2 separate regions of the Mus musculus genome follow, and region 2 is linked to region 1. Evidence: chromatin contacts called from public HiChIP or PLAC-seq data. All regions are on one chromosome and are shown on one strand. Each heading gives the region's core, a stretch centred on a gene start, on an enhancer-like site or on the middle of the called end of the contact. The rest is flanking DNA. Distances are from core to core; before and after follow the strand shown. Region 1 holds the start of 5730409E04Rik (RIKEN cDNA 5730409E04Rik gene). Region 2 overlaps Psmb2 (proteasome (prosome, macropain) subunit, beta type 2).

Evidence for each region. HiChIP or PLAC-seq counts read pairs in DNA pulled down with a chosen protein or histone mark.
Region 2: an H3K4me3 HiChIP or PLAC-seq map of bone marrow-derived macrophages shows a contact between it and region 1, with 3 times the contacts expected there. The contact joins the enhancer-like site here to the promoter of 5730409E04Rik in region 1. A contact is called at or near these places in 8 of 39 promoter capture datasets (cranial neural crest, embryonic stem cells, hematopoietic stem and progenitor cells and 5 more), 1 of 15 datasets of contacts at CTCF or cohesin (the NIH/3T3 cell line), 9 of 484 Hi-C or Micro-C datasets (the 63-12 cell line, the C2C12 cell line, the HPC-7 cell line and 6 more), 13 of 115 datasets of contacts at active chromatin or transcription factors (bone marrow-derived macrophages, craniofacial prominence, embryonic basal ganglia and 8 more) and 3 of 9 other capture datasets (adipose tissue, liver and pancreatic islet).

Annotation. Positions count from the first base shown.
Region 1 is chr4:126,607,843-126,611,812 of GRCm38.p6, reverse strand. 5730409E04Rik (RIKEN cDNA 5730409E04Rik gene) reads right to left here and starts at 1,959. Exons shown (of 2, transcript NM_001145950.1): 1 at 1,801-1,959; 2 at 1-137. The coding sequence starts at 132.
Region 2 is chr4:126,700,783-126,704,752 of GRCm38.p6, reverse strand. The region is part of intron 3 of Psmb2 (proteasome (prosome, macropain) subunit, beta type 2); the gene reads right to left. Among named protein-coding and RNA genes, the nearest start is that of Psmb2, 25 kb to the right of the region's middle. Within about 2 kb of position 2,067, at least 3 of the 459 cell types and tissues checked have an H3K27ac peak or open chromatin away from gene starts, as enhancers often do. A contact at or near this core is called in bone marrow-derived macrophages, where this site is marked.

The DNA of each region.
Region 1 (3,970 bases), core at 710-3,209:
ATTGGCATCCTTAGCACTCTCCACAAAGTTGGAGTTATTGTCTGGTTGGAGGTCTGGTTGGCATACTCCAGGAGGCAGGCTCCCTGGGTACTGGGCCCCCTCTGCTAGTCCTGGCTGGATGGCAGCGAACATCTGGACTGGGAAGGAGAAGGAGAATGAGACAGAGCAGGACAGGATAGAATGGCAACCTAGAGCCCAAGAACCTTGCAATGGTGTCCCTCCCTTCTCTCTGATTATTTGGTCTGTCTCCCTCCCAGGGTTTTCCCTCTAAGGCTCACCATCTCTTCACTCTACAAACTTCTCCCAAGGTCACTTCATCCTGTTATAGCTTCAAGAACCATCCTGTGTAGGTGACTCTCAGATCTGTGTCCAGCCCAGATTCAACCCCTACTCAACCCTATGACCTACCACCAGTTCTTCAGATCTACACATCCTGACAGCTCTCCTTCCAGGGTCCTTGGGCAGGACAGCTCTGCCATCTGAAGACAAGTCTATCTAGCCATGCCTAGGAGCACCCTGGATTACTGACCCTCCTCCCATGCCCACCTCACTGTCCACATTTTGACAAACTCTCCTTTGGCCCTGGTCATTTTGACCTGGGTGATTGCCACAGCCTTTCCACTGACCCTCGTTCAATTAAAAATATAAATTTAGGAGCTGGAGATATGGCTCAGCAGTTAAGAGCACTGGTTGCTCTTCCAGAGGACCCATGTTCCCAAGTCAGATGGTTTACAACTGTAGGCATCGCTGGCTTCACACCAGCCCCCACCCCCCAGCCTCTCTGTTCACCCACATGCATGCATGCATACATACACATGCACACACACAGATATGCTAATATTTTTTTTTAAAAAAGATGTCCTGTTAAATAACAAATAATACTTGTAAAAGGAACATATGTCTACATCTATACAGATGTATAGATATAGACAGGTATATTTCATAAGTCCACAGAAAACCACAAACATTTCCATGATGTCTCATAACAGTAGCAAAATTACAGTTATGAAATAGGAACAAAAGCTAAGTGGTGGCGGCGCACGCCTTTAATCTCAGCGCTTGGGAGGCAGAGGCAGGCGGATCTCATGAGATTGAGACCACCCTGGTCTACAGAGCGAGTTCCAGGATAGCAAGAGCTACACAGAGAAACCCTGTCTGGAAAACTCAGAAATCCACCTGCTTCTGCCTTCCGAGTGCTGGGATCAAAGGCGTGCGCCACCATGCCCGGCTACTGACCACATTTGTATGACTTGAAGAACTGAGGCCTCGTGAGTGAGACATACTATTAAGTCAATCAAGCAGCTACTAAGAAGGTTCCCCTATAGGGTGGCAGCGACCCTCCCCACACCCAGCAATGGGCAGAAGTCATGAAGAGAGACTGAGGTTGGGACAGATGTTTCACTCCTTTGGCTTGTGAGAAAAGGCCTGAAGACACCACCACCACCACCACCACCACCACCACCACCACCACCACCACCACCACCACCACCACCCCACCCCTCCAACTCTCTTTCCCTCTCCCTCTCTTAAAATTTGTCCTAAATCTGGCCACAAAGGAAGCTGGGGTGGGGCGGGGCTAAGGATCCAGGTTCAAAAAGTCAGTGAAATGAGTGCAGACATCCTAAGATCAGGATTTTCCCAAGTTAACCCACAGTATGGGGGCATGGGAGCGGCTGTAGCACGGGGATTGGCGGACTTGGCAGTGGTCCGAGCTCTGCGACCCTAATCTCTGCAGAGGCAGCTCCCTAACCCGCTTTCCGGCGGCTGGGCCCCAAGCCCTCCATCAGGGCCCGGACTCACGGCCTAGAGGCGCCCGCTCCTGCGGGGCTTGCTACGGTCCCTCGGGTCCTGCTCGCTGCAGGGTGGGGGATTCCTGGACCTGCGCGTGCACGCGTGGTGACGCGGCTGCTTGGTCCAGGCACAGCGGCCCTAGCCCCAGCCCGGGCTGCGGAGTCCAGCAGCGTCTGCGCGGCTGGGCGGAGCGGTCTGACCCACGTGGGCCGGTTCGGTTCTCCGCGCAGGAACTGCCTCCTCCCGCAGCTTGACCCGAGAGCCTTGTAGGTCCGGTGTCATCTCCTAACCACCCTGGCGAGGCGCCACGGATCCATTGGTTCTCCTTGCTGCAGACATGGCGACGAAATGCCTCCTTCCTGGGTTTCCCAGGGGCTCGGCAATTGGCGAGGCCGTGGTGCGGGTCTGGACCCGCTGTGGTCCTTTCTGTGCTCCAGCTCGGCACCTTTTCTGCCGAGAATTTTCAGTTCATCCCCACTTACTCTATTTTAGGATCTTTGAGCACCTTTCTGGCTTCTAGATCTGTTTTTTACTTATTATTTATTTATTATATGTAAGTACACTGTAGCTGTCTTCAGACACTCCAGAAGAGGACATCAGATCTCATTACGGGTGGTTGTGAGCCACCATGTGGTTGCTGGGATTTGAACTTTGGACCTTCGGAAGAGCAGTCGGGTGCTCTTACCCACTGAGCCATCTCACCAGCCCCTAGATCTGTTTTTTAAAAAGACCCCTTCACTGTACTGTACCTATTTGATTAAATGCTATGAGGATTTTATTGTTTGTTGTTTTGAAACAGAGACTCATTATGTAGCCCTGGCTACCCTGGAAAGCACTATGTAGACCAGGCTGGTTTCCAGTTGCACAGGGAGATCTGCCTGCTTCTGCCTCCCAAGTGCTGGGATTAAAGGCATGTCCCATCACCACCAGCCAGCTTTCTTTAAGATTTTATTTTTTATTTATGTATATGTGTTTCTCCCTCTCCTCCCCCCCCCCCATTTCTCTCTCTGTGTATATAACTAAGAAGGAGCCCCATTCCAGGTAAGTCACAGTTCAAACTATGGCTGCAGCAATCATATTTCCTGTCAAGTGGAAGAAGCCAAGTCTATGTACTAGGAGAAAAAATGATACTGACACACAGGAGCTCAAAGACAAATGGCTGACTAACATCCCAGCTTCTGCTTCCTGGGTTTCTAGTTTTGATGCCTTCCCATGAAGTTCATATCTTGCCATACCCAACCTGAGTGGAATTTATCTCACTGATAATCAAAAGATTCTTGAATTAATACACTAACACAATGAGGTACCCCTGGATTCTGATCATTCACTGCTACTGTGTAGCTGTTTGCTGTAAACTGAAGAGGGGGGCAGACGTGAGATTCGGAAGATTCTAGAAGGCCCTCTTCAAGGTAGTGGGTGATGTAAGGGGTTGCTGGGACAACAGAGACTCTTCAGTGACACTGCCTGCTAGTTGTGTTGGGAGCTCCAGGGATGCAGATTTTCTGAGTGGCCACCCAGCTGGACTCAGGTGCCTTTGACCTAGCTGCCGTTGAGCTAGCGATGGCACTGTGAGTGAGCCCCAACCCTTAAGCAACCCCGGTCAACTCATTGGTTCACCAAGCTAGACTTTGATGGGACTGCTCCCTGAGTCTAGCATCACTGACCTCTCTAGTGGGAGTGGTATCTGTTCATGTCAACCCAGAAGGGGACTTGCCTAACCCTCGGTAGGCACTAGCAGTTCATTTGCCCTTGATAGTCTCCATCAAGACGATAGGTCCTGTAGATCCTGATAGATCCGCCATCATGTAGAAGTTGAAAGGGTCTGAAACATAAAGAAACCATCTCTGTGTTCCTGGCTAGAAACATTCTCCCCTAGACACCCAAACTTCCTGACGCAGCAGAACCTAGGATCTCAGAAACAAGAAGCAAATGCGCAAAGTCTTCAACTGCATACGGTACTGAACCCTTCCACTACATACATACATGCATGCATACATACATGCATACATACACATATGTATTTACTGAACCCTTCCACTACATACATACATGCATACATACATACATGCATACATACTCATATGTATTTACTGAACCCTTCTACTACATACATACATGCATACATACACATATGTATTTACTGAACCCTTCCACTACATACATACATGCATACATACAT
Region 2 (3,970 bases), core at 818-3,317, 93 kb before region 1:
GTGTGTCTGCTTCAGTGGCATCAATGAAGCCTTGTCTGTGGTTTGTGCCTCTCCCCATACATATGCCTGTGTTCAATAAAATGAAATACCATGAAACATGATTTTGGAACAAGCAATGGATCCAAAAGGGACACTACACATTCTTTGCACACTGACCAATAAGGGCGCCTGGTGGCTTGAAGACACTCGTGGTAGAGCAAATGAATAACCCTACTGGAATCCTACTAGCCCAGTTGTTCTACTAAGTAGGAAGTTGCTAATGTCCCTTGAAAATTACATGAGCTCCAACTTCCAAACAGGTGCCTATCCATCGAATAAAATAGTAGACAGCTCACAAAAATAAGACTTAGCCACTAATAGTGAGGAGTTCTGGGAGAAGAGCTACTGGCCCACCACATTCCCAGTCAGTGTGCTGTACTTGACTGTGCTCAGGAACTGTTACCCACATCTCTAGAATGTTAGCTACATCCTAACCTTTCTATGTAACTCATACTTTGAACAACAAAAGCTCTGCTTAAGTTAGCTAAAGATAAAAATAAAAACATATATAAAGTGTGAGAACAGTACTACAAATTCTCACAGACATAGAATATTGTGATGTTCTTATAGTTAAAATTAGGAGACAAATTGGGGATAGGGAGATAAAGAATAGCCAAGTGTCTTCAATTAGCATTCTTCTCCAAGAGCATGTATGATACAATTTCTTTCTTTTCTTTTTCTTTTGGGGTGTTCCCAGACAGGGTTTCTCTGTGTAGCTTTAGCTGTCCTGGAACACATTCTGTAGACCAGGCTGGCCTTGAACTCACAAAGATCTGCCTGCTTCTGCCACCTGGCATGATAAACTTCTTACCTATCACAGAGTAAGTTTAATCTTTTCTCCAAGTATATATATAGCTCACTCTTCCCAACTCCATGCAGCTAGAATACCCTTAGGACAATTAACCAAAACAGTTTTACAAAGTTGTATGGTATATTAGGAATCCATATCACCAGAAGATTTTATAAGAAACCCCATGCAAACACAAGTTCGGAAGCAACTGTGTTTCTCACTTGAGCTACATAATATAATTTATTTATGCTTAAGCATCTTATATACACTCAGAGAAGTTGGTAGTCAGACACTAAAACTTGTGGTATAGAAGATAACTCACAAATATTGTGTGACTTCGAGTTACCAACTTGTGCATGTGTGAGATGCTGAAGCATAACTGAGCGGTGTTATCGACTAATTAAGTCAATACATCTGTGTGACAACTGCACTTTCAGAAACTCTGACAAAGCTCCAGCTAAGACTTTTTGACTTATCTAGTTTCTTAGTTTTTTCTTTAACTTTCAAACAAATTTTTGTATGTTGTCACTGTTTTCCTGAAGTTAGATCAATTCTAAGTAATTCATTTGTGTGCTATTCTGAATGGTTCTACACAAAAGTTAATAGCTCTAAGTTTCTATAGTTCTTGTATTCAACAACTTACACAAGCGTGACTTCTTGTGGTGTGATGAGTGAAACAGTATACAATTCACCTATTCACAAATATTTTATGTATTATAAACTCTATGAAGGCAGGAGTACTTCTGTCTTGTTCAATGACAGACAGGTACACAGCCTGTAGCTAATAAACATTTGTTAAATGAGTGAGTCCTCATACACCAGAGAAAACATCGCACGCTTTATTTATTATGTATGGTTAATGCTTAATATTACAAGCAAACATTAACAACTAAATCAAAGCAAAGATGTGATAGACACTACTTTTTCTTTTAAAAATATTTATTTTAAATATATGTGTATACGTCTGAGTGTATGTGTGTGCAGCACATGTAGACAAGAGCCCTCAGTGGTCAGAAGGGGTATTGGATCCATTGGAAGTGGAGCTACAGTTGTGAGCTGCCATGTGGGTGCTGGGAGCTGAACCAGGTCCTCTGCCAAAAACAGTGCTCCAGTCCCCAAAGCCCCATTTCTGAGAAGTGTTTCAAGTTCAAGTCAAATGTCTGCATCTCCATAAGCAAGCAGATCTGTTGCCTCTTTCCAACTTCCCTCCAGACATGAGTTGCTAAGGATAAAAAGCTTAGGAAGCAAGTTAGACATTATGTAATAAATAAAGAGGAAACTAATAGCATAAAAACAACTCAGGAAGGAACAAGCCATGTAACAAAGTCCTGGACATGAGTTTGAATTCTGGTTCTATTAATATGTTACTTTAGGAAAAGTCTGAATTCTAGAAGCTCAACTAAAATAAGGCCTAGTACAAAAGGGCTGCAGTGAAGGGTCAGAGATAATGCTTGACAAGTATCTAAAGCACAGGGACAGGCCTGATAAGTGGTAGATATTACTATCAAGGAAATAAACTAATCGATGAAATTAAAAGTAATTAGGAAGCCCAAGCACTCCTGGCACAAGGTAAATTCCTTCCAGGATGTATCTTTATAAAAGGATTCAGAGAGATGTTTCCTCAAAGTGCCCAGCACGTTACCTGGAACATGCAGGTAAAGCAGTAAATGAAGTTTCATTGTCTCAGCAGACCGTGGTGGTACACACCTCAGGGTCAGCACTCGGGAGGCAGAGGTAGGAAAACGATCTATGAGTTCGAGGCCAGCCTGGTTTACAGAGTGAGTTCCAGGACAGCCAGAGTTACACAGAGAAACCTTGTCATGAAAAAACAAACAAACACAAAGTTTCTTAGCCTTTACGTTCGGATTCCTTACCCACGCCCTAAGGTTGACAGCGATATTAGACAGAGTGTTATCTTACTTACAGTGTTATGGTCAGTCTCCCCTAGGTCCCCAGAAAAAAATGTGACCTGTTATTTGGAAACCTAGTCGACACATATTAAGCATTTCCATGCTGTCTCTTGCAGACGTGTCTATCCTAAGCATTACTCTCTAGCTTATGTACTTTTCCGTGCACAGTATCACATGGAAGAATCAGCCTAACTATTGAGAAGTGCAAACACCAATAACAATTTAGCAAGTAACCTCTATTCTGTCAAAGACATAAGACAAAGTTAAGAGGTCTGTCTGCCAGTAAAGACCTGTGCATTAGACCACTAGCCATGTTCTATAGCCAAGGCTGAGATGGAATGTTGTATATATTTTAAACAATGCAAATATTCAACTGTCCATCTTGTAAATGAATCCACACTCCTTAATAATAGCCCGAGAATCACCACCAACAGTTTATAAATACCAACATGTTTGGTTTTAAAATTGTGTATAATATATAAAGGAAAAAAAAATCAAATAAATCATTCTGGGGACTTAAAAATAGCTTTTAGCCTCTGGACTAAGATATTGCAACAATTCTGCCTTTCTCTTTTTGGGAAGCTGGTAGAGACAGGAGGATCTTATTATATAGCCCTGGCTGGTCTGAAACTCACCCGGTAGATTAGGCTGGTCTTGAACTTGTAAACATTGTCTCATCTCTCCAGTGTGGGGATTATGGACATGCATCATCATACTCAACTAAAAAATTTTGCCTCTGGGCCAGGAGGTAGTGTTCTACACCTGTAGTCCCAGCACTCGGAGGCAGAGGCGGAGGCGGAGGCGGAGGCAGGCAGATCTCTTGAATTTGAAGCCAGTCTGATCTACAGAGTGAGTTTCAGGACAACCAGGGATACACAGAGAAACTCTGTCTTCAAAAACAACAACAAAAAACCCCAAAACCAAACCAAACCAAACCAAACCCCCCCCCAAAAACAAAAAACAAAAGAACAAACAAACCCCTTATTCCAGGTGCATGTGTTGAGGTGTGTGGGGGTGTGGTCAGACATGAGCTTATTTACCAAGTGAAGAGATCCAGGCCATTTTAAATTTTCCTGAGGCTTAAATACATGTGAAGCACCCAGTGTAATGCCTATATGCAGTAATATCAAAACCTAAATAACCCCACCTGCTCATTTTTAAGCTTTGACTAGATAATACAAAAATCCAGAAGATGCTATCACAGAGAATTCTCTACTTTCTTATGGTTGCC